3 separate regions of the Rattus norvegicus genome follow, and all the other regions are linked to region 1. The links are chromatin contacts, called in public Hi-C maps. All regions are on one chromosome and are shown on one strand. The core of a region is the stretch at or near the end of the contact, and the rest is flanking DNA. Distances in the headings are between cores, read along the strand shown. Region 1 holds the start of Asap1 (ArfGAP with SH3 domain, ankyrin repeat and PH domain 1). Region 2 has its middle 210 kb from the start of Asap1. Region 3 overlaps Asap1 (ArfGAP with SH3 domain, ankyrin repeat and PH domain 1).

Region 1 (4,064 bases), core at 1,564-4,063:
AGAGGCCTTGAGAACAGGGTGCTATTCATCTTTGTATGACTAGTACCTCCCACAGAGGAGCCACTTAGCAAATGTTTACTGCATACAAGAATGACTCAATCCACATGAATTTGAGAAAGGCTGTCCTTTCTGAGAAAGACTTCCAAGGAGTTCCCTCTTTGGGGGACCCGTGTGTGTGTGTGTGTGTGTGTGTGTGTGTGTGTGTGTGTGTGTGTGTGAGAGAGAGAGAGAGAGAGAGAGAAAGAGAGAGAGAGAGAGAACATGTGCACATCTGCCTGAGTACACATACCAAGGAGTGAACACAGGATCAAATGGGGTCTCTCACTGTACCTAAAGCTAGGCCAAGGCAACCATGCTGTCTTCACCCACTCACTCAGTGGGTGTGGATTTACCAGGGCATCTAGCTTTTTACATGCATGCTAGAGATTTGAACTCAGGTCTTTATGCTTGTACAGCAAACACTCTTCCCCACTGAGCCATCTCCCTAACACTCTCTTGGTCCTTCTTAGGAGGCAACAAGTCGAGAGCACGCAACAAGTGCTTAGTGTCACTGTCATCATCGCTTATGTAAGGATCATTTGTGCAGATTTCTAGAAAAGCCCTTGGAGCCCATATCAGATACACCAGTGAGAGAAAAAGAAGAGGGGAGGAGAAAATGTAAAGGGACCAGGAAGATCCCATCAGACACAATGAGACCTTGGTAGGGAAAACCCACGAAAAGCACAGGTACAAGGGGCTCTCGTTTCCCCTAGACCGCAGCCACCTGGGAACAACATGGAGCAGCCAGCTGGGAGGAGGGCCCAGACTAGGAAGGCTAGGCTTGAATGCACACATTCATCTCTAGCCTGCAAGGCCTGCATTGGTATTGAAAATCTATCTGGCTGTGGTTGGGGAGGACTGGAGAGGTGTAAGGAATTTCAATTTCCTTCACCAAATGGCAAGCTTGTGAAAAAGTCCTTTCTCTCCAACATTATCACATACTAAAAATGAAAAGCCAGCCACTCAGCTTTCAAGAAGAGGAAACTAGGTGGGCTGCCTGGCTCAGAGAGAGAGGAGGACTCAGAATCGAGACTTCTGAAAATCTCAACAGCACATTCTATGTCAAGACAGTGCCGGTTTGGAGTTTGTCTGTTTGAAACAAAAAAAAATGGAAGACTAGAGAAAAGCAATTCCCCATATAACAACTACCACTATACATTTCAAATCCATTTGGTAGCTGAATCCCAAATCCACTTGCATCAGTGAACAGAAATTGGACAATGTCTTTTCTTTTTCTTTCTTTTCCTCTTTTGCTAACTCTTAAAATCATCCTTCGAGTACTTAAAATCATTATGCATTCTAAACAGTAATTTTTAAACTCCTAATCTCAAAATATGTTCTTTGAGATAACTGCATGTCTCTAAAACGGCGGCAATAACAGATAAGAGAACAGGAGAAGGTGCTAAAGTGGAGACCGTTGAGAGACACAGTAACACTTGTGGCTGGCAGATCACAATCTGGCATAGTCACAGAGGCCAGGCCCCAGAGTTTATAGACTTGGAAGTTAGCTATTCCCAGCCAGGCCACCAAGTAGTTGTGTCCTTAGACAAAACAGGTCTCTTTCTGAAACTCTTCCACATTAAAAGAGAAAACAGTTGTTTTCCGAGATTCTTTTCTTCTATGGCCCCCTCAGCCCCATTCCCAAAGGCCTTCTAGTGGCCGAGCAAGAAGACCTGGCCACTCAGGCTAGAACAGACATGAAACTGGCCTAAAAACTAAATTCTGTGTTTTACAGTCTCAAAACATTACTCAGCAATCCTGTATCACTGCTATCCTAGAATCAATTCTGCTAAAACAACCTGATGGAGTCGATACAAGGAGGAAAATGGTCTTTTGCATCAGTATGCTAAGGGTAAGGTCAAGTTAACTTGGTCTAGACTTAGCTAAGCCTCTCCTTGATAAAATGAACCCGCCCTACGAGGGCGCGAGATGATGTATCTGGATGAATTAAACAGTAGAAAACCAGATACCAGCGAGTTTCTCTTTTTCCCCCCGTTTCGTTTAAACTTACTGTTGCTCTCATAAAAAGCATCAGGTTCCAAAATTGTACAAGCGGAAGACACAAGGCACTTCTCGGTTCCCACGGGGGATTACCACCCCCATTCCCGGCTTCTTTTGCTTTTAGTGGTCTGGGGCCTGCCTGGCAGCGCCATGTCCAGGCCGGGACCCACGCCGAGGGGAACTTTCCTCCGCTGCGCCAGAGACAATGCGGCGGCCAAAGCCCGCGCCTCCCCGCCGCGCGGCTCAGAGAGCGCCCCGGGATAACCGGGAAAAGTGCCGGGGAGGAGAAGGAAAGCGCCCCAGAGGGCCGGGAGAGCGCCCGAGGGAAGGGAGAGCCCCGATGGGAGGGGAGAGTGCCCGGGAGGACAGAGAAAGCGCCCCAGCGGACTCCGAGAGCGCCCCAGCGGCTGCCCGGGCCTCCTCCCTGAGCTGGGAGCCTTGCGCCCTGGGCGCACGCCCCCAACCGGAGTCGCCTCCGCGGAACAGGAGAACGCGCGCTCCGGCGCTGCGGCAGCGGAGTTCCCGGTCCGCCCCGCCAACCCCTGCAGAGCCGGCCGCGCGCCCCGCACGCCCCCGGCTGGTGCTCTGCGGGCAGACGGGGACACCCGGAGCCCACAGGGGTGTCCGGGTGGCCGTGCAACGCCCCGCCGCGCCTGTTCCCGCCGCCCCGCCGCCTCGCCACTCACCGGGACCGGGCGGGCCGCTGGGCATTATTCCATCACGGGCGCGGCGAGGCCGGGCGAGGCGCGGGAGCCGAGCGCGGCGCAGGAAGGGGCGGGTGACCATGTGCCGAGGGGGAGGAGGAGGAGGCCGGCGACGCGGAGCCGCTCTCTCGAGCCCGCTCGGCGGCGACGGCGGGCGCGGGCTGCAGGAAATCCAAACACTTCAGCAGGAAATCGGAATCCTGACTAAGCACTCCCGGCCCGCCGCTGCCCCGCGCCGGGGGCTCCCGCCGCGCTTAACCCTTGGCCAGCCGGCACACTTCAGGGCTCAGGAGTAGGACCGTGCAGGAGGAGATGCATGGGGTGGGCCTCCTTGGCCACAGAGAGCAGAGGTGGGGCTTATCAACAGAGAACCTTGGCCTTGAAGTGGGGCTTGCTAAAGCTAGGACACCAGAAGACTGTGGCCTCTCCCATCCCGCCATGACTTCTCCTAGGCTACTTTCGCCTGTTCCTTCCCGTCGATTTCTATCTTTTTACCCAGTGCCTGGAGGGAAAACCGTTTGGGTCAGCACACCACACTGATGATCTGGCATATCGCACATTCCGGTCTCTGAAGCCTGGTTGGAGAATGGCCTTTTCCTCTTTCCTGCAAATGATTCTTCCTTAAGCCTCAGTTTCTCAAATAAGAAAGGAGTGTCATAGTCTTCATTTGAAAACAAGATGCTTAGACAGGGATGTTGGCAACATCGGTGATACCCATGCTTGGGTATTGCTGCAATCTAGAGACTTCAGAGAAAGGAGGCTTCTAACTTGTAGGGTGTGTATTCTGCATGTCTGTGTGGACCTACACAGCTCAGGGGCAGGTCTGGCCTAAGGGTGTCAGTTTCTCCTTAATTACAGGTGATTGTTTTTCTTTGAGTCTTGTCTGTAGAAGAAAAGGTCAGCCACTGCATAGACCCTTTTCTGGTGAAATTAGAAATTCACCAGGACTCACAAGATTTGAGATTTTGTTTTTAACCTGAGGGTGGGAGACTTCGGGGAGGGCATGTTAATAAGCCTTGAGATGCCCCTGGAGGTTTAAGAGAACCAGCAGGGGAGTCTGGGCAGCCATTGGGAGTGATTCATTGTGGTTTCCCCAGGAAATGCCACATTTTACCTGTAGGCTGCAGTTTGGTGGTTTTGCTTGAGTGTTTCAGATTCCTCTGACTCCGAGATTTAGAGGAAGGACCACGTGCGTACAAGCGAGAACTGAAGTGAACATGCTGGGAACTGAAACTTGGGTACCAGCTTGTCTCCCAAGGACGAACAGACCTGTGCTTGGCAGCCAAATGCATGTCTTTTCTCCAACACTTTCACTGGTTA
Region 2 (3,915 bases), core at 789-3,288, 210 kb after region 1:
ATCTCCATAGCTCCCTATGAAATTGCCCCAGTTCCTTTCTGCCACACTTTGCTTCATAATGGGCCTTGCTTGACTTCTCTCACTTCCATTCCTGGGCCCTCATCTTCCTATTGTTTTGTGTCCTGGGAAGTCTTTCCAATAAACATCTTCATATGTGCTTCTGTGTTAGGATCTGCTTTTGGGGAGCTCAATCTATGAAAATGCTTTCCAATGCAAATAGAAAGATGAGCCTCCATCAGGATTACTGACTCAAGTGGTCTATTGGTAGGACCTTGTAAAATTATACGGACGGACTACCAAAACTCTAGAAAACACTAGGAATACTCTTTCCTCTTGTCTTCAGCCCTCATCTATTCACGTCTTCTCTGACTGCCATGTCTGAAGTAGACCCCATTCCCTCCTTCTGCAGTATGACATCTTGTTGCTGTCCTTCAGGCACATGCTACCGTTTGAATTATTGAATCTATCCATGCTTTTGACTTTGCAACCTTTCTGGACCTATCTTGTGATAGGTCAGCTACCTCATTTGTCCAGGTGCCTGCTATATGTTGTGTAACTGGCCCCACCATCAGGTAGAGTTTTGATATTGAATGGATAGAAACTACATGTGACTTTGTCCTTCCCCTTGTCCACCAAAACAGAACTTTGCTGAGGTTGTAGACACATCTTTTTTTTTTAAAATCCAGATCTGATGACAATTATAGAGGATCAATCTATAGAAATCTACCTGGTCCAAATAAAGGAAACAGATGATGCACATGTATTTATAGGGATGCTGAGTCTGGGACAAGCCAGCCAGTCAACAGATTGTGCCTGTCAAGTCTTCATGGAAGGTGTGGAAGCTTTGAACCCAAAGTGTTGTTTTCATTCTTGGAAAACACAAACCTCCTTTTCCCCTGAGTCAGACAATCCTAATATAACTGTTAGGATAGGGGAGGGAAGGAGGGATGAAGAGAGAGAGAGAGAGAGAGAGAGAGAGAGAGAGAGAGAGAGAGCACTTCGGGGATTGTACATTAACTACCAGAGCAACTAGGAGATCTCCTAAGCAGCAGGAATGAGGTTAAATTTTGGAATTTTCAACCCACTTGGATGGAGGGGATAGATTTTATTTATTTATTTATTTGTTTGTTTGTTTGTTTGTGTGTGTGTGCGCCCGCGCGCGTGCGTGAGTACGTGCGTGTGTGTGTGTGTGTGTGTGTGTGTGTGTGTGTGTGTGTGTGACCCTGTATGGGAGTGCCTGTGGAGGCCAGAAAAGAATCTCAGACCCCTTGGAATTATAGGCAGCTTTGAGCTCCTGCAAGTGAATTCTTGGGACTGAACTCTAGTCTTCTGGAAGAGCAGTACATGCTATTAACCTCTGAGCCAACTCTTCATCCTCAGAAAAGAATTTCTTAAAGCATCTTTCATAGAACTCAACTTCTACAGTATGCTAATAGGATTCCACAGAAGCCAAATGTGTATGTTAGTGGCAACATATATTTGGAAAGAATCCTTAATATTTTACAATGTTGTTTGTGATCATGTTAAAGGACACTTTGGAGTGTCTCAGGAGAAATATGGGCATAGAGAAAATCTGAATGCAACTGCCTAGTTGGTCTTCATGACTCTCTTGTTCCCACTTCTCCTGTGTGGGGTATCTCAAAGGCTTTCTCCATCCCTGTGTCTGTTCTTTCCAAAGTCAGACTAACCACAAATTTATAAATAGACTGCTAACTTTCTCACCTATGGCTTCCTAGCAAGCTATCACAACATGCAATGGCTTTAAGCAGCAGTACTCATTAATTTAGCTCATGCATCCACATTGGGGCAGGGCTCAGCAAGGATGGGGCTTCTCTGTCTCATGTAGCATCTGCCAGGGCTGTTGACCTGAGGCTAAGGCTTTGCTTTCCACGTGGCATATTCACGTGGCTGGCAGTCAGTGCTAGCTGTTGGCTGAGATCTCAGCTGGGGCTGTCTGTTGGGTAGCTATATGTAGCCTCCCTATGTGGTGGCTTGGCTTCTTCACAACTCACCAAGCAAGTTCCAAGTGTGTGTTTGAAGACACAGGAAATGGACTGTCTTCAGAAAAAGCCTAGCTTCACTCATATTGGCTCCTATTGCTGAGGCAGTCATATGACTCAGATTCTAGAATAGGTTACATCAGCTTCACCTCTTGATTTGACAAAGTGTTTAGAAGCCATGTTTTAAAATGTCTATAGCAGCTCTGTGATTTGCTCTTAAAATTCCTTTTGCCCATAATATTCTTTCACTCCCACATGCACGTTGCCACCTGGAAAACTACTGATTCTCTAAAGCCTGCCTCTAGTACCACTTCTTCTAAAAACGGTTTTATCCATGCTTTCTTAGCAAGTTGCTTTTATCGCTAGCCTCCTGTTTAACACAGCATATTAATGTTACCCATGTTCTAAGAGGGCAATGAGACATCTTGTTCATTTATTATTCCTGTTTCTAGCAATGAATTAATTGGCTGATTTTCCGGACCAACTGTTATCATATCAACTATCATTTCATAAATGTTTACTGTTTAATGTGCCCTACAAGATGTGCTTTATAAATATTATCTTATGGAATGTTCACAAATAGAGGACTCATGCTATTCATGTTATACAAACAAGACAGTGCCAGGTAGGTCAAGCCAGGACTCCATTTCTACTGCCCCATCTTTATGTAAGACAAGTCCCCCTGAGAATCTGTGCCAATAAGCCAGAGTGAGGTTGCTGGAAGTGGGGCTCATTATCACTCTCTCTCCTCCTCTGGTGTTGGCAAGAGCCAGCAAGGTGAGCGAAGGTCACAGCTTTGCAGCATAAAAGCAGTATAGTGAGCAAGGTACTCACAAGTGAGATGCCAGGTTAAGAGGGAGGTTGAGCTTAGCTGAAGGCAACCAAGTGATGAGAGATGCTCAATGTTCAGACGAAAGATGGCAGGGTGCTGGGGCTGCACCTGAACTTCCATTCTACCCTTCTGGACTGAAGCAGAGTGAGCCAGCTGGATGCAGCCGAGTAAAAAGCTGAAGATGTATATATACATCCACTGGGATCTTCACCTGTCATACAACAGGGGACGGCCTGCTTAAAAAGACAAAGTATGATCCAGAGCCTCTTAAGATATTATCCAACATATATATATATATATATATATATATATATTAACTTTTATTGTCTGAAAAATTTATATATGTATATTGTTTGTTTTGGTCACATAAAACTCCTTTTCCTCCCATCCAGTTCTTCCCTTATGCTGGGCTTTTGGCCAGTTCGATTTTCTGCATGAAGTCACAGCTGCTAAAAGTTTCTGTGTGCAATGGTGTGCTGTCCTTTCAAGCAACTTCCACTGCCTCTGGCTATGACTGGTCTTCCGTCCATTCTATGCTAATCTCTGAGCCTGTGGGGAAGGGATGAGACACGGATGACTCAGAGCTGAGCATGCGATGGAGTTCTTGCTTTGTTTTGTTTTTTAATCTGAAAATTGACTACTGTGGGTTTGTGTTAGCCGCTGTCTAACGAAGAAAGAAGCCTCCCTAATGAGTGTTAATAAGCAGCACTGATCTATGAATCTGAAGATGAGAAGGTAGAGGCAGCTTATTACTATGTCCTCATGGCAGAATATTATTAGGTTCTCTCCTAAGGCCTATGATGTAGCCAGACACAGATTTTTTTTTAGCCTTGTTAACAGTATTGGGTGTGAGCTCCATCATGGGGAGTGAGCCTTAAATCCAATTAGAAAGTGGTTGGCTGCTCCTACAATGCTCGTGTCACTAATGCACCAGTGGACACTTCATGTTGAGCAGTTATCATTATGGAAGTTGGGGTCATCTTAATGCAGGAGGCCTTGAGGGAAGCTAAGCTTTTAAAGAAAAGTTCCTGGGAGTTATAGTGGGGCTCAGTGCAGGGTAATGGGCCAGTGCCTGGAGCTTAG
Region 3 (4,135 bases), core at 759-3,258, 210 kb before region 1:
CTAGGTTTGAAGGGCTCTTACAACTGCCGGAGGTGTGACTCCATTTCCCTGCAGTTAACCAGGGTTGAGCTAGCGAGCAGAGACAACAGAAGGTGAAGCTCGTCAGACACTCGTTCTTCCCTGGATTTTCTGGTCGTCTGGGGCTAAGATGGAGGAGCTAAGATACCTGGAGAGCTCTGAAGTCTACCTCAGCCTACCTCATGTCTTCTCCATGCCAAACCCTGCTGAGGACGGCCATGTGCCTGACTCCCTGATGGAGTCTTACGTGAACCAGGCTCCTTCAGAAGGCATGTGACACGAGGAGGAAACTCACATGTACTACACTCACGACGGTGGCACATACTCACTAACCAGGTCTAATACAACATGTAATGTGCTTCAGTCAGTCCCTACCACAGCATAAGCAAAAGTTTCCATAACGTTAAATAACAGCAATGCTGCTGGCTTAAAGACTGAGGATGAGACGAGGCTAATTAATCAGTTATTTAACTAAGTTAAAGACAGCCTCTCTTACATTGCCCAGAGTGGCTAGTATTGAAGACTTGATACTGCAAACAAAAAACAAACGAAAAACAAAAAGACATACCGACAAGCAAGTGACAGCAGGCCATTTTTAATGTCACTCTGAACAAATCTCTAGCAAGTGACCAGGTTCTTTCCTCCTTCCTTCTTCTGCTATGGACCCATAGCTTTAAAGCATGCCTTTCCTGGTTCCAGATGCTGTTTTTCAAGTATACCTTGAGTTAAGGATCAGTTCTCTATGATATAGTGTGTACACACTCTTGATCAAAGTGTTACCTGCCACATGCAAATGTTACAGGCTGAAAATTCAATCCTACTTAAAAATCACTATCTGACTTTCTATTTAAAATATTTTTAATGTGCAATAGCTCTTACTAATTTAAAATTCAGCCTGGATTACACATGACTTCTGTACACTGCATACATTTATTACATAGCAACTGTATACTGATGAGAGAAAATTCCAAGACATTAGTTATGGTCTGGCTACAACTAGCTCATGAAAATGACTTTCCAATTTTATTTATATGTCACAGAGAGGTAGCAAGCTTTCAAAACACAAGGAAAAACTCTAAAAGCTTCTGAAATGAATATATGATGTATGTTTTGTTGACACTCGTGCCTTCCATGATAGACTGTGTTTCACTGTAGGTAGCTCTGCCTTGGGCTGGAACTCATCACCATCTTTGATTTACTTGATTTCATATGAGCATTCAATGTCTCACTGCAAAGGGAACACCTGGGTGGCATTATAGAAGAGATGGCACCTACACCATCCCTATCTAAGATACAAACCCCGAATCCTAAGATTATCTAACTGTCAGGATCTTGGACACAATGTAAAAAAAAATATATATATATATATATATATATAAATATATTGCAATTGCATATATATGAATCAGTATATCTAACTGTATAAAAGGAATATTACATTAAAATGTCAAATTATGTAATAATCTTTACTTTTTGAATTTTTCCATATTCCTGTTTTATTGTAGTAAACACATGTAACTTTCATAATAAAAAAAAGAAACACCCCAAATCCTTTCCCTCTTGCTCATCCACCCACACCCATGTGAATGTCCCACATTGCTAAATGGTCATGAGTCACATCAGGGCATGAGGGGGGTGGGGGGCAAGAGAGGGTAACAGTACAAACACCAAAGCCGTTCAATTATGTATTATCATTCTGCGAAAAGATGAGAAGGTATGTGGGGAGCCAGAAATAACGGGTACATCTGTAACAAAACAGAGCATCAAAGGCAAGAGGACAAAGAAATCTGTTGTGAGACTGTGTCTCCGAGAAATGACAAATAAGCTTCCTTAACAACACGGCTACCTCACAAGACCCGATATACCAAGAGCTGTGCTAACATGGAAGGGGAACCTCGGGGTCTCCACCTCTAGACAGAGAACTGGTCTACAGGGCTGAGACCGGGAAACAGTGTCCCTGGGAATGAGCCCTTATTTGGTTGTCCAGTACCAAGGGGCAGGACACAGAGCAGTAACAGTGAACAGAGGCTAGGAGTCTCCGTGTGTGTGTGTGTGTGTGGTGTGTGTGTGTGTGTCCAGGACACAGGGGAAGGGGTTGAAGAGAGGGATGGGAAGGGAAATTATGTAATTATATTTTCATTTAAATGAGAAAAAGACGAGATCTTCAAAAAGGCATTAGAGTTCAGGATATTCAGCAACCGCCACTGGGCATAACTATCCTTTCTACACTTTTTAACATTTCAAAGAAAAGTCTCAAAAATAATGTGATAAAAATCTAGATTCAACATGCATGTTTTCAGCTATTTTCATCTGGAGAGAAAAGAAACTGAGAAATAAAAAAGAAAATAAAACAAAAAGCAATCCTTAACCCAAACCACAACACTCTGCAGTCAGACAGTGTAAACAGGCAGTGCTCTGCCACTGCGGAACTTTCTGCGGCTCCAGCAGCTCTGCAGCAGAAACTGCCCTTCATGGCTCAAGGACGAGCTGCAGGGCTGTGGAAAGGCTAGGGCAGAGAAGGGACCAGGGGCACCAAGAGTCCTGCCTGGACTAGACACCCTCTGACCACAGTCACTACTGTTAAATAAGGTTTGCAGACAGACTGTAAGACCACTGCAGCAAGGACTTTGAGGGCATGGCATTTAAATGGCGTCCTCTTAACCACAGAGAATCTCTTCCCCAGAGCGATTTTGCCTTTTGGGAACTTTAAATGTATCTGATGCTTCATGTCCTTTGCTGGGATCACATGACCAGCCAGCACTGTTCACCAAGCAACCACTGTATTATTGCTTTCTTTTCAAAGGTTAAAATCATGAGCTTAATCTTGATACTGTATATTTAATCAAACGAGCAACAAAACCACAAGCAGCTAAATTCAAGAGCAGTCTACTTTTATCTAGCTATTGTAAGGAGTGCATTGTAAAAGTAGTCCTTCTTGCTAATATACTGAATTTTAAATGGGCACAGTGATGGTAGGTATCCACACCACCACAGAAGAACCGCATGGTACATAGGTGCTTTACATAACTTCTGAAAATCCAACCACAACATGAATTTGTAGAGGGCTCGGGTGTGCATTTCTCACTGATAGGTCCTGCCTGCTTATCCCCGTATTTGTACAGACCCTCCATACATACAATACATACACTGAGAGTGACATGGCCCGGGTTGATCATCAGTCTCCTTTTATAAAAGCGACGAAATCAGGATGTAGACATCTTTCCAACACATGGGAAAGCAGCTGTTGGTAACCTTTTCTTTCCTAAAGCTCTTGTATCTTGTCACAGACATGTTAAACATCCCACCATGTCCATGTTTCTCTAGTTCCTCACCACTAAGAGGCAGCATTTCGTAGATATAAGACACCTAACAGACCAACTTCTGGAAGCAGTGTAGATCCCTCCATCTTCTCAGAATGAAAACCACACAACTGATGTTAGAAAAAGAAATTTACCAGGAGGGAAACACTGGCTCACAAAACCTAGGGAAGTGCAAAGGCAGAAGGCCGAAGACACACCCCAGCCTCCTTGAGGCACAATGGAGGCCAGTGGACTTTGGTTCTGTACATTTCTTTACAATGACATTTGGACATAGTGATATTTTATTAAACATTTTTGTTCCTCTAGATTATAACTTGATGCCTAGACTATGATTTATATTCCAAAAAACTTAAACTCACAAAAATTTAAAAACACAGTATAGAGAGGATCCTGTTTATTCTTCAACTTTTCTGGTAGCAACAACAGCTTACATATTATTTTATTAAAATCTAGAAACTGAAACTAAGATGATTACACTACAGACCTTATTTAAATCTCATCAGTTCTTGTATATGCTTGTTTCTTAAACAACAACTATATCTTTGCACATATGTCTAAGGAAGGTGTAGTTATTGGTCTCTGTAAAAAGTCCAGTGCTTGACTTGGGGCCACAGAAAAGATGCCTCTCTGCCTGGGTTTGGTAAGCAAGGCACTCAGAGGCAGCAATACCTGTTGATTAGATGGTCCTACAGACAACTCCTGCTAGCAGACCAAGAAAATATCTACCCGATGCTGGTTTTCTAAGAGTTAGGGACCCTTCCCAAAAAGATTCCAAAGAAAAGCACGGTCCAAGCAGT

What was found. A called contact is a pair of places that touch in the nucleus more often than the background predicts.
Region 2: a Hi-C map of prefrontal cortex shows a contact between it and region 1, with 2.8 times the contacts expected there. The contact joins the enhancer-like site here to the promoter of Asap1 in region 1. A contact is called at or near these places in 2 of 12 Hi-C or Micro-C datasets (frontal cortex and prefrontal cortex).
Region 3: a Hi-C map of Schwann cells shows a contact between it and region 1, with 3 times the contacts expected there. The contact joins the enhancer-like site here to the promoter of Asap1 in region 1. A contact is called at or near these places in 3 of 12 Hi-C or Micro-C datasets (Schwann cells, frontal cortex and kidney) and 1 of 1 datasets of contacts at active chromatin or transcription factors (oligodendrocytes).

The regions. Positions count from the first base shown.
Region 1 is chr7:97,979,137-97,983,200 of GRCr8, forward strand. Asap1 (ArfGAP with SH3 domain, ankyrin repeat and PH domain 1) reads right to left here and starts at 2,814. Exons shown (of 30, transcript NM_001044245.2): 1 at 2,727-2,814.
Region 2 is chr7:98,188,038-98,191,952 of GRCr8, forward strand. No RefSeq gene overlaps it. Among named protein-coding and RNA genes, the nearest start is that of Asap1, 210 kb to the left of the region's middle. Within about 2 kb of position 2,039, at least 14 of the 93 cell types and tissues checked have an H3K27ac peak or open chromatin away from gene starts, as enhancers often do. A contact at or near this core is called in prefrontal cortex, where this site is marked.
Region 3 is chr7:97,772,998-97,777,132 of GRCr8, forward strand. The region is part of intron 5 of Asap1 (ArfGAP with SH3 domain, ankyrin repeat and PH domain 1); the gene reads right to left. Among named protein-coding and RNA genes, the nearest start is that of Cyrib, 130 kb to the left of the region's middle. Within about 2 kb of position 2,009, at least 27 of the 93 cell types and tissues checked have an H3K27ac peak or open chromatin away from gene starts, as enhancers often do. A contact at or near this core is called in Schwann cells, where this site is marked.